2 separate regions of the Gasterosteus aculeatus genome follow, and region 2 is linked to region 1. The links are chromatin contacts, called in public Hi-C maps. All regions are on one chromosome and are shown on one strand. The core of a region is the stretch at or near the end of the contact, and the rest is flanking DNA. Distances in the headings are between cores, read along the strand shown. Region 1 has its middle 25 kb from the start of agtr1b. Region 2 has its middle 40 kb from the start of LOC120811894.

Region 1 (6,130 bases), core at 2,327-4,826:
AATTCCCATTTCCTTTTTTGGAAAAGCTATTTAGTTCTACAACGTATGATGGATCTGATTAGTGATTCAGGCCGGCCTCTGCTTTTATGCTTACATTAACTTGCACAAAGAGCCCCCCCCCACAGGTTAAAGTTTAAATGTGGATTAGCAGATAAAGCAACTCCTGATTAGGTTACCGTGGGGCTCGGAGGAGGAAAAATACATTTTCTCTGCGCATTATTTCACAAACATCTTCACTCTGCCTCCTTTCTCCCCCCCCCCCCCTTTCTTTTCTTCTCCGGCTTCTTCCTCTCACACTCACTCCCAGCATGGATATCTATTTTGGCGCAAAATCTTTGAACAATTATGCAAATGCATGTAAGGCAATGCACAATACAGTATGGAAATGGCTTAGAGAGAAAATGGACTCATTAAGGACAGATGGCATGAGTGCAAGGAGCCATTTGTTATGGATGCAGGAAGACATTTCAGACAGTGTCAGAACCTGAGAGACACCAGATATGTTTCTCACACCAAGCACTATTTGTGCTGGTGGTGTAGTTCTTGATTATTTCAGCATGATGGTGATTATAAATGAGCTACATCTCAAATAAGACTTCTCTTTATGTCTGTTGCATATAGATATGCATCTGTTGCAATATAGATTTTCCTTTTTTATTGAAGTGATGACTTCCTATCACCCGTTAAGTCAAACGATATCGTTGATCGCTACAAGACCTTTAATATAATTCTGCGTGTGTGATCAAAGCAGCTGTATGTTAAAATGGAAGCGTGTATTGTGATAAGACCACCGAAAACCAAAATGGAAATGAATGTAGGGGGAGTTTTGATGTCAGCTCGCGGGATTACATGCACCATATGCATGAATTCTGCACCAATATCACATACGTGCCATTGTGACTTCATACAACGCAAATGGAGCCGCATATAAAGGAGCCCCTAAATGCTGGTGACAGATTACACTTTCCATTTACCAGAAACCTTCTTTGAAACGGCAACACATGCGAGACGCTCATAGTGAACAGTGGGGTTTTTCACAATTAAGAAAATTAAGTCTTTGTGTTGTCTGCGGGGATACGATGGTGCATTATCACAGAGGCCACTGGTGTCCGCGGGTGGGAGGAAATCATTTGCAGCAAAGATTAAGCTTTACAATCCATCGCAGGTGTCGCTCGGGAAAAAAACGCAGCGGCGTTGACGCAGGATTCACTCTGAAGACCTACCACTGTACAAAGATACAGATACGCGGGCTTTGACATCGCCGCTGTTTATTTTGTCTCGGGCCCTCTGTGGCCCCCCCACCCCCGTACCACTGCCTGGCGCTTTGATGTCACTGAGGTTATTGTCGACTGTTCTCTGCTGTCTGCCTCGATATTCATCCGAGCTTCGCACGGGACACAGAAGAGAGAGAGAGAGAGGAAAAGACTGCCATTTATTGCTACACAAATTTTCCTTTGTGATGGATGGCTTTCTTATTGTGTCATTTGTGCCTTTTGAAAAATGCTCTTTGGAGCAGAAGAAATTACCAGCTTCCAAATCATACAATCAAGCACAGTTCTGTGGGGATAAAAGCGGGCGTGTGGGACACAGAAGACTATCCAATGGTTGAATGACAGAAGAAACGTCATTGTTGGCGTCAAGTCACACTTTTAGTGCTTAAATGAAAGAAATATATTAAGTAAAAAACGTTGAATGTCGAGCAGTTGTTGTAAATATGATATGAAAAATGTCATTTAAATAGCATATAAAAATAGTGTATTTGTTTTATGTGCAGAATGTATCCAATAAAACACAACAATATTAATAACAAGAGAAGATCATCAAAATATTGGCTGCTTCCATATGATCAAACTGCTAAATCACAAAGTAATCAATAATTCATCTATCTCCAAAATCTGTGTATAGTCACATATTGGGTAAAAGGTATAGACAATATTATACAACATTAAATATATTAATCGTACAGTGTTTATAAAAAACACAAAAGAAATTTTGAAACTAAAGTTGTTTTTTTAAATGGGGAACTAATTTCTTTTCACTGATTTTCTCGGATAACCAAGCTGCAAAGATATTGTAGCATCAAAGTCTGTCATGAAAAACAGATCTTAACAAAAAAAAGTCCCAGAACAAACAACTGGAAAGTATCAAAGCCTTTCGTATTCAGGACTTTTTCTTTGTTGCATTGAGGGTTGTCTTTTGTCCGTCCCGCGTCTATTGTGACACGACACAGATACTTCTAAAGGCCAAAGTTTCTTATTAAATTATTTCTGGGTGAGATGAACACAGGCTGAATGGAATCATTAAACTTCACCAGCTAAAGGAACGCATGCGCCGCGCCGCCGTCTGCCGCCGAATGAAAAGCCGCGCATTTTCATGCTCCTTCAAAAACCTTTAACTTGCCGTGAAAAGATATGACATCCATCCCGGCGGAAAAAAAAAAAAAACACCAGGCAGAAATGAATGATAGCATTGTAGCCTCCAAACATCAATCACCCTCAATACTTTGGAAAAACAAAGCGTTTGTGTTTGCGTTTCAGAGGTGACGAAACAACACTCGTGACTGGCTTAAAACATTGTCAATTCCCATTACTCCCCAAAAACCCTCCAAGCAAATCAGAATGAAACTGCGGCCCTGTTGCCAGGCAGCTGAGTTCTCTTGACATGGTGGTTAGTTTTTCTTTCACCGCCTGACAAGAGCGACGTGAAAGGAGTTTAGAGAAACTTGCTTAAGGCGCTCGGAGGAAGGGGGATAATTGGAGTCTGCGGGATTGTGTGGCGGCTCTTGTGTGCGGAAACTTCCCGAGCCGGAGACAAGAGAGAGTCGGATGCAACAAAATTTAAACTCTTGTATACAAACTTGACCCCGGGGACCGGCCGAGTGTTCGCCCCCAGTGTCGCCCAGTGTCAACACCGCTGTGTGTGGAGAAACAGGTGAGAGGGGGGGGGGGTAAGGGGGAGGGACAACAATGACGGTGCTTCAGTTTTATCTACATTCTAAAGTGGAGAGAAAGGGTTAAACTAGGAACTTTGTGAGGGGGGGTGAGGAGGGGAGGAGGGGGGGGGAGGCAAAATATCATGGCTGAGATTTCACACTCTCTCTTTCAGACCACAGCAGCATCAAGTGAGGTCGTCTCGACACTGTAGCCATGGTCAATTGTGTTATCATTATCTTTTGAAATACAGAAGAAGCTGGTTAAGTAAACAATAAAAAAAAGGGGGAGGGGGAGGGGGGGTCTTTGCCTTTGACGGCCCGCAGAGGAGCCCGGCCTGTGGAAGTGCACACCCAGTTTAAGAGGGAACCAATTAATGGTGGATTAACATTCATGGTTATTTACAGTTGCTTTTGTGCTTGTTTCTGCTCCCCGACTTCCACACAGAGGAGAGAGAGAGAGAGAGAGAGAGAGAGAGAAGGGGGGAGGGTGAGAGAGAGCGAGCGAGTGAGCGAGAGAGAGAGAGAGAGAGGACGCAGAGGGGCTCAGAGGTTGTTTGGACGCAAGAGGTGCAGCGAGGTGGCTGGGTCCATTGTGAGGACACCACCTCTCTCATTATGCCCTCTCAATCAACACTCCTGCTCACAGGAAGCCCCTGTAAAGCCCATCTGCCATAGCTAATCTACAGGCAGCCCCGCGCCTGCGTCTGGGCCCGCTACCCTCAGCCGCATTATTCTCAGATCCAAGGCTTTGCCAGGGATCAGCCAAAGCCCATTAAAGTAAATAATAGCCAGAAATGACAGGCTTAGCCAGGATTGGGGAGGAAGTTGAAGACCAGTTTGAGCTGCGAGCTCTGATTAATAGAGAAAAGCATTTTGGGGGGGGGGGGGTCAGATGGAGGGAGAAAGCGAGTGAGGGAAAGGGGGTGTGTGTGGGGGGGGGGGGTGGTGGGGGGAAATGACCTTAGTGAGCTGCAAAGAATTCCTCAACCTCAGGGTTGTTAGGACTGGTGCTACCGTCTGAAGCATTAGCAATCCTTGAGCTACTTCTGCTTTGATGAAGCTCAAACAGGATGGGGTGGTGGGTGCGGGGGGGGGGGGCATGTGTGTGCGATGATGAGGCAGGGGTGGGATTCATGCCACGGTCCTCCGAGGCCTCCGAGACCAAGGAGAGTCAGTCTGAGCAGTTAAATAACAGAGTTTGTGGGTACACAAAGCAGGAGGCATTAATTGCACTAACGTTTCTGCAGCTGCCCTTTGAGGATTACTATTCTTACGTAATTCGTGTCAAACGGTGTTACACATTGGAGCTCGAATGATTACTTTTTCTATAATGAATAATTATACCTTTGAAGTTAGGCTGGATGAAATAAGCAATAAACGCCAAAGGATTAACACAAATAATAATCAATGATATTAAGAGATATACAACCTTCTTGTTGGACGCTTCCATCCTTACATGTGAGGCTGTGTCACAACCTGACACACTAAGTTTTAGTTTTTTCTGGACTTATTATTCTTGCTACAGCGCTGTTTTGGTGTAAGTGAACCTGCTGGCGCGTTTGATAGGGCTCCTTTGTCATGGTCAGCTTAAGGTTAAACAATTGAAGCTGCGCCCTAAAGTCAAGTTAGAGTCAAGTTAGTCGTGGAAACCAACGGCTAGAAGGTTGTAAAGGAGAAAGGAGAGGAGAAAAGACGAGAAGACAATGAGAAAACAATGCAAAAGCCCTTCGCTGGTTAATACTTAACTGACCTGCTGACACCCCCCCCCCCCCACCCTCCCACCGGGCATCACACCAAACATGACCCCTAATCGACCCCAACCCAACTCACCCAATCCAGCAGCACCCACTGTAAATGTTGTCCGCACACGCTGTTTAAGCTCTGAATTACACTTTAGTTAAATATGGAGAAAAAAATAAAAGCCCAACAGGACCAGAGGGAACCGAAACAAGATAAACATCCATTACCACCAGCTGTGACTTGCTGGGTGGAGGATGTTTTGCTGCGCTGACAGGACGGATAACACTGATCACAGGAGCGTTCTCCACTGTCCCTACGCAAATGTTTATTGCCACGAGAAAAGCTTATTCCACTTTGTGCTTGAGCTCAGCCGGGGATTTAACGCGATTTGTCACCGGGCCGACAGTGGAGCCGGTCGACGCGAGATTATGTGAAGCGGTTCCACCTCTGCTCAAACTACTGTAAAAAAATTGCTCATACGCCCGTGAAGGAATTGGAATGCATTCAGGAAGCGAACGATCAGCCTTGTGGTCGGTTGGGCCGCTTCTTATGGGGGGGTTCTCTGATTGGACGGACGCCACTGGGACACCTGGGGCGCAGGAAGAAACAAGTTAGCGCTGCATGAAAGGTACACCGCTCGCTCCTGTAAGAACGTTGTCTATTGATCTATCAGCTGCCAGCGTCTTCAAAACGTCAGAGAAGGAGGAGGAGGAGAGAGAGAGAGACGCGTGGAGACCTCGGCCTCAGAGACGTAATGAAGAATTCACGACGCTCCGAATGTTTTATTGACTAGACTAGGCCGACAAGGCCTCTGGAGAAACACTTAGGGCTTCTTAAAGCAGAGTTTAATGGTATCGATTTTTATTGTTCAGCGAGCAGTGTGAAGTCTTGGACTGTTTTATTGACAGGATATAGACACATCCTCTTAAACACAGAGAGGAAGAAGACTTTTCACTTCTCGGATTTGATCCATCAGACAATGTGTGCGTTGAATTTTGATAAGCTTCCCGAGTATAAGCCACACTGCACGCAGCTGCGCTCGGATATCAGACATTTTCTGTTTCTGTGCTTATTCTACAGCTACTTCCTCCAAATGCCTCTTATGTCATAGTCCCGAGTGTGGGATGTGGCTCGTTTCGCACTGATGCGACAGATGTTAGGACCTCAGCAGCCAGTAGAGGCCTCTCATGTCTAATACAAACATTGTATTAAAGTGTTGCATGAGCAAAAGCTACACTTTTTAATAATATAAGTGATGATATAAGTTGCACCGTTAATGTAACATATATTTGGAAAATAAATAAGTAGAATTGACATGTTTTTGTGTTCTGTAGACCCTCGGACTCCAGCTTTTGGCTGGCTTTTTTTTGCTATTTTAGGAATAAATGAATCGGTCACCTTCTCTTGCCCGGCTGGTGAATTCAGCGGTTGGAGCCGCATCACAGCTCTTTGACCGAG
Region 2 (6,130 bases), core at 1,839-4,338, 100 kb after region 1:
GCATTCTAATGTATTATCTGTTCCCCGGAGGCATCCGAGCTGGGACAACGTGTTAGTTTCCCTTTACAGCGACACCTGACTCAGAACAAACTTCAGTCATCGGAGATTATGATCTATTTTTGTGGAAAAAACGGATTCAACTGAATATTGATATTGAGAGTACATGAAAGCTAGTTTGCAAGCAAGCAGAATGGTAATAGTTAGCGGAATGATATGGATTTGGTTACAGTAGTTAATTAAAACTAATGGTTACTGTACAAGGAAAAGGTCTGGATTACTGACAAGAGAAAAAAAGATTATGGATAAATGATCAAATATAGCTAAAAGAAGTGGCTATACATTGCTAGAGTTAGAGAGAAAACGTATGCGTGCATTGGAGTCTCACAATGAGGATGATTACAGAGGACACTCGGGTCTCGATGAAAGACTTCTCCGCGATGCCGATCCATCACGCAGATACGTACCTGTCAAAAGAAGAAGAGAAATGTGCCATTGTCGTCTTGCGGTCGTCACAAGGCTTGACGTGGCGCGGCTGGGGATGGGGCGGTGAGTGGCAGCCGCTCTCTGGATTGTCAGCACAGAACCCGTGACGTCCCGCGAGCGTGGGTACGTCGCACATGCAGCAACGCGGCCTCCCACTCGCGCACCATTTCACGTAGGGCGCAAGTGATCCAGTCGATATGCGCCGACGACGGTGGGATTTCTGAAGCGCTGCGATCGTTTGTTTGGGTGAAGAGAAATTCAAGAATAGCGCCGTGGAAAATGCTTTCCAATGCAGCATGATTGACTAGAATGGCATAAAGAGCGGTTTAAAACTGGACGCTTTTGTCTAAACTATCATCCCCCAGTGACAGTAGAAGCACACACATTTTCTCCAACCCCATTTTAATAAAACAAACAGCTGGCCCTCTGTGCTCTAAGAACAAAAAAGGAAAGAAAATCAAACGCAGTCACAACGCTCCAGAGCCGAGATCCCACAATAACCTGGTGGCATGTCTTTGTGTCCCCAAAGCACATTCATTACACCTCCTTCCGTCTATTTCAAACAAGGCATCAATTTGAAGATGTGAGGCATCACGGCGCAGAAAATGTCACATTCTCTGTCGTCAACTGTGCCAATGTTTGTGTTTCCGAGGCCCGGACAAAAGGAGTGGCCTCGGCATGCATCTCTGCCATCTTTCCATTCCCCATGGAGATATTTGAGTGCGAGATGAGTCTCCCCCTCCATGCTGTGTGCACGGGGGGAAAAGAGAATTGGAATTGGTGTACATACTTGGGGGAAAAATAGCAGGTTTTTCCTCACCAATGGAAAACGGAGCAAAAGTATTCAATTTGCAGCATCTGCTACACCTCAATAATTCATTGCATTTGAATGTTTTATAAGTAAACTGTGTTATCTGTGGAGGGGAGCTGTTGTAACCTGGCTTTGTCTTTCATAAACAAGCAGGGGATGGATGACGAGGATTTCTCACACTGTTAAACCTTTGCTGTTTGACCTCTCCCCCCCGATCAAATGTCTTTTGTTGAGACATCTTTTCCTCTAACTTGTCAGCACCGGATGCTTTAGCCACGAATGCTGTTTAGAAATGAATGAATCTGGATCTGTGACGGAGTTGAATTACGACGACTCCTCTGCACGTTGCAGCCGTTGTCGTTAATGCCTGCAGACGACAGCCTAACAGGATCAAAAACGAGGTGATTTCAGCCACGCAGACCGAGCTTTATTAACAACCCTTTATCTCTGAAAAACATCAGAAGGCTATCATCAACTAAAAGTTAACAGCACAAACCCTGAGCTCCTCTATCTCCTGAACGCGACGCGCCATCATTTGCCGGCTTTTTTCTGCCCCCGTGACTGATTATCATTACCTTTTCTTGCAAATACCATGCTCATTACGTTAGTGTACAGGCAAAACATTAGTAGAGGGAGCCTATCTCTCTCCCATGAAGGGAGAGGGGAGGAGAAGAGCTATGGAGGCAGATTTTCCCCTAGCCTCAGCAGCCAGCCCCGGCGCGCTTGGCTATTAACCACAATGAACATGGGCTTTGTTATTAACATCTGTTCATCAGGGATCGGGCCCAGGCCTAATCACCCCTCACACCTTCTGTTTCTGCACAAGAAGAGAGGCAATCAAGGGCATCATTTGGCAGCTGGCTGGAACTACTAATGCTTTTCTCCTGCTCTACTCTGCCCCCCCCCCCTTCCCACCCTCCCTTCATCGCCTTTTCTCTCTTCACTGCCATCATTTCTTCCTCTCTTTTCTCCCCTTATCCTCAAAAAAAAAAAAATCTCTCTCCCATCCTCTTATGGGATTATGTTATTTGAGAAGAAAACACACACATACACGGAGGCTCGCACAGACAAACATGGACGCACACACACACACACACACACACACACACAAACGGACGCAGAGGCAGAGAGTGAACCTTTTGATAGCGGCGAGATGGTGGATTTACTGATGGCCGTAACAGTCCGGCACCATGGGTGGTTCACATGAACTCAACCTCATCTCGGTCTCTGTCTGTCTGCTCCTCCCACTGTATCGCAGGCAGATGTTCACAGGTTCCCATCAGCCCCCATAACAGCGTTCAGACAGGGTGTGAGTGAAAAAGACACAGGAAGAGATAAAGAGAGAAAAGATGTGAGATCCAACAATGGTGAGAAGGCAAGAGATAATGGCTAGATTGACAGATTACCAGTGGGAGACGCTATATGTCGATAAAAAAAAAAAAAAAAAAAAGAATCACTGCTGCAGATTCGTTCCCACAGCTAATGGAATAGTTTTTGCAGCTTCTTCCATGATTGCTGCCCGCGTTTGCGTGCGTCTGCGTCAGTTGCCGTTGAGGCCATGCGATACGTGTACTTTTCTGCTGCGACTTATGCCAAAGATTGCAGCATTTGTTGTCGTCGGATTAATCCCTTTGTCAGCTCCGGCCTCTTGAACACATTGGGTCTCCTTCTGTTACCCGCAGGAAGGAAGGACCGAGGCATCTGTGTTTGGGTTAGCTATGTCTAAATCAGCACTCCTTGTCCTATCGCAGTAAGGCTACACACACACACACACACACACTGTGTGCACTCTCCCTCTCTCTCTCTGAATGTCTGTTTCTAACTGAGAACAACGTGTCCTCGTCTGTCTCAGTAGAGGGGCTCCACAACACAAAGCCCTTTCATGTGTGGATGCGGGTCTGTGACGGCTGTCACATTTTCGGCTGAGTTCTTCAGGGCTGTCAGCTTGAAATGATGTTTACCAGGACGCTCCTGTCAATCAAACAAAAGTTAACATTACCGATGTTTCTTTGCCGTTAAAGGCTAGTTTCACCCGAAACCACGAAAATGAATATATTTGCTGTATATAAATGTTTTGGGGGATGGGTGTCTTAACACCGGGGTCCATGAAACAAAAGCCTGCATGACCGACGTACCACACTGATTGAACTCATGTATCATCAACTCAATGGCGTTTCATTTGTTTTGTTTCAGGCCAATGGGTCAAACAAACACTCGCAACAGGGAGACTTGTGTCCTAAAGGGACGTCGCTAAACCCAACTTAGTCGTTTTGCCGCCTCAGCTTAATTGCGCCCGCGGGGCCAACGTGGCGCAAAATGGCGCGCCGGAAGTACGTTTTTACGCTATTCCAATGACAACGGGCTGAGAACGCACATCCGATGGCCGTACGGCCCCTAAAGCACACACGTGTTGAGGCGCGCAAGCAGACTAATTATAGAAAGAAACCATGTTTTCAGCCAGTAAACATGGCGGCCACATTTCTCACAGAGCTTGAACGCCGACAGTTGGGTGAGAGCGATTTGGCGTTGGCGGCTAACGCAGCCGCGAGCGGCCGTCCTCCCCTCCGGCAGAGATGAAAAGCGCTCTGCGGAGGTCTGGTAAGCTCAACTACACACACACACACACACACACACACACACACACACACACACACAGGCTTCTTTTCATTTTGAAACCTGTAGTTTTCGGCCCAAAAATCGACACCGACTGAAGTGACATCACTGGAGGCAATTTATCAGAGTTCATGCAGCTCCCCCCGGAGCCACCAAAGCTTCAAACAACTTTTTATTTAATGCTTTTTTCTACAATGGCAGAGGCACACACACCAAGACTGCATACATTTTATATTTGAATAACTAATGAACACGTTAAAACTATTAAGTTAAAACCTTCACTCAGTTGTTTAAGGACAAACCACTCGTTCATTGTTATCTATGAACCCTGTGTGTTTTGTGTATGACATCACAAACCTGGTTTCGGATTCATATAAACCTTCCGTCATGTAGAGTTGCTGTTCTTTCAGTGAGTTAGGTCACCATCCATCCACGTCCAAAACGTAATGCATCCATATGTTCATGTGGACACGCTAGTGTGTAAATTCAATGTATCTCAGTTCGCCCTCCTCTTCCAGGCTTAATTGACGTCAGATATTTGCACTTCGATCAGGATGAAACGAGCTTTGTTTCGACACTCGGCATACAGAGAATCTCTTGCACCCCCCACCATGTGTGGTACTGCTAAGTGTGAGCAGGATTTCTCTAATTAGCCGGGTTTTTTTGGGCTCGGAGCATCACTTTTAATGAGGTATCGGGTCCTCAAGGTCATATCCGTTTTTTCCCAGCTTGTGTGTACGTCTCTGTGTGTGCTCTCTCTTCCCCTCGGTTTGTTTGTGTTCTCTTTTTTAATTGAAAAATGTTGACTCAGGTTGTCTCCATCTGTTAAGTGAGGAGCAGCATGACCGCGAATAATTATGACCTTTGCAGTCTGTCTTTTCCCACAATGCCGTTCTTTCGTGAAGAAAACAAAAGGTGTTGTTGCACTTTCTCTATGAATACAAACGGGTTTACCTGAGGATACTTGGTGCCGTGCGATCATTTAGAGAATTGACTCTGAATGTGTAAAGAGCCATTTATTTTCCTTCCATTGTCATACAGCCACACGTTTGTCTGTAATTCGTATTTGCTTCCTCACTTCACTCTTTTCCCATTTCCAGCCGCAGGGGTCAAAGATAACGCACTCGGTTGACGTTAGTCAACAATAGCTTTTTGGTCATGGCTCACCACGTCCACACTTTACCTCTGCAGACAAGGGTCGTCAATTTTATTGTTTAAAAGTCGTTCTGCCTAACATTCATTGACTCCATTTCCTTTCATTTCTTGACCTAACTACCCGTTGAGTTCTCGCCTCCTCCTCCGCTCGATGGCTCCAGTTCGTACGCATTCACCGCGCGGGACCTCTCTCATTTCCCCTGCTGCCTTCGCCGTAGCCTCATTCTTCACGGACAGGTCTATTTCTGTAATGGTGCACGGTCAACCGGTTTCTCTCCATCACACGTCCGTCTGTCCAAGGCCTTCGCCCGTGTGCAAGATGGGGCTTTTCACCTTGGCTGTCACCTAGACGGGCATCTGCATCGCGTCTCAGTCCAGGCCTCGGGCTTACGGGGCTATCGCGGCTAGCCGCGGGCTAAACCCCCCCCCTCCCCACACACATAAATACATGTGATTCAATGGGAGGGGAGCGTGCCCAGAGTGGAAATGATAACAGCGGAACTGGTCTCAGCCTACAGAGCCAGGGGAGCGCTAGTGTCCCTCCTCCGTCAAAGTAAAAACAGTGAGGCGCTAAACACCTTCCATCCCGGCAGTGGCGGGGGGCTCCGATGCCATTAGAAAAAGTGTGGGGAACACTCGGAGTGTCAATTCCTCAGGCTGGTTTCGCTCCGTACGTCCACGAGGACGGAGGGAGACAAGAGAGGTGCTCCTGGATATATATGTAGAGGAGTAACGGAGAGACGGGTGTGTGTGGTGGGCGTGGGGGGTGGAGGGGGGGGGTACACGTCTACTGTATTTGTGTTGTGTGTTGAACAGCCGACCGACCCGAACAGGAGGAACCGGGTCACGCCCATTAACACAGTGTCAGAAACACACACACACATAGAGAGACCCGCACAATAACAGTGAAGTGGACCGGGCCTCGATGGGTTAAACGGCCTTGTTCGCCCCCCTCTCCCCCCTTCCTCCCCCCCCCTTGTTGAGGGGGAATGTGCTCCTGTGCTGTGAGCGATCGCTTCCTCTCTCTGGGGCTCCAGCATGGGGCCAGACTGGTGGCTGTTAGCTGGA

The links. Hi-C and Micro-C count contacts between places; a contact is called where the count stands out from the background.
Region 2: a contact with region 1 is called in a Hi-C map of skeletal muscle, with 3 times the contacts expected there. The contact joins two enhancer-like sites. A contact is called at or near these places in 2 of 6 Hi-C or Micro-C datasets (both in skeletal muscle).

What each region holds. Positions count from the first base shown.
Region 1 is chr21:15,934,590-15,940,719 of fGasAcu3.hap1.1, forward strand. No RefSeq gene overlaps it. Among protein-coding and RNA genes, the nearest start is that of agtr1b, 25 kb to the left of the region's middle. Within about 2 kb of position 3,577, at least 1 of the 9 cell types and tissues checked has open chromatin away from gene starts, as enhancers often do.
Region 2 is chr21:16,036,618-16,042,747 of fGasAcu3.hap1.1, forward strand. No RefSeq gene overlaps it. Among protein-coding and RNA genes, the nearest start is that of LOC120811894, 40 kb to the right of the region's middle. Within about 2 kb of position 3,089, at least 1 of the 9 cell types and tissues checked has open chromatin away from gene starts, as enhancers often do.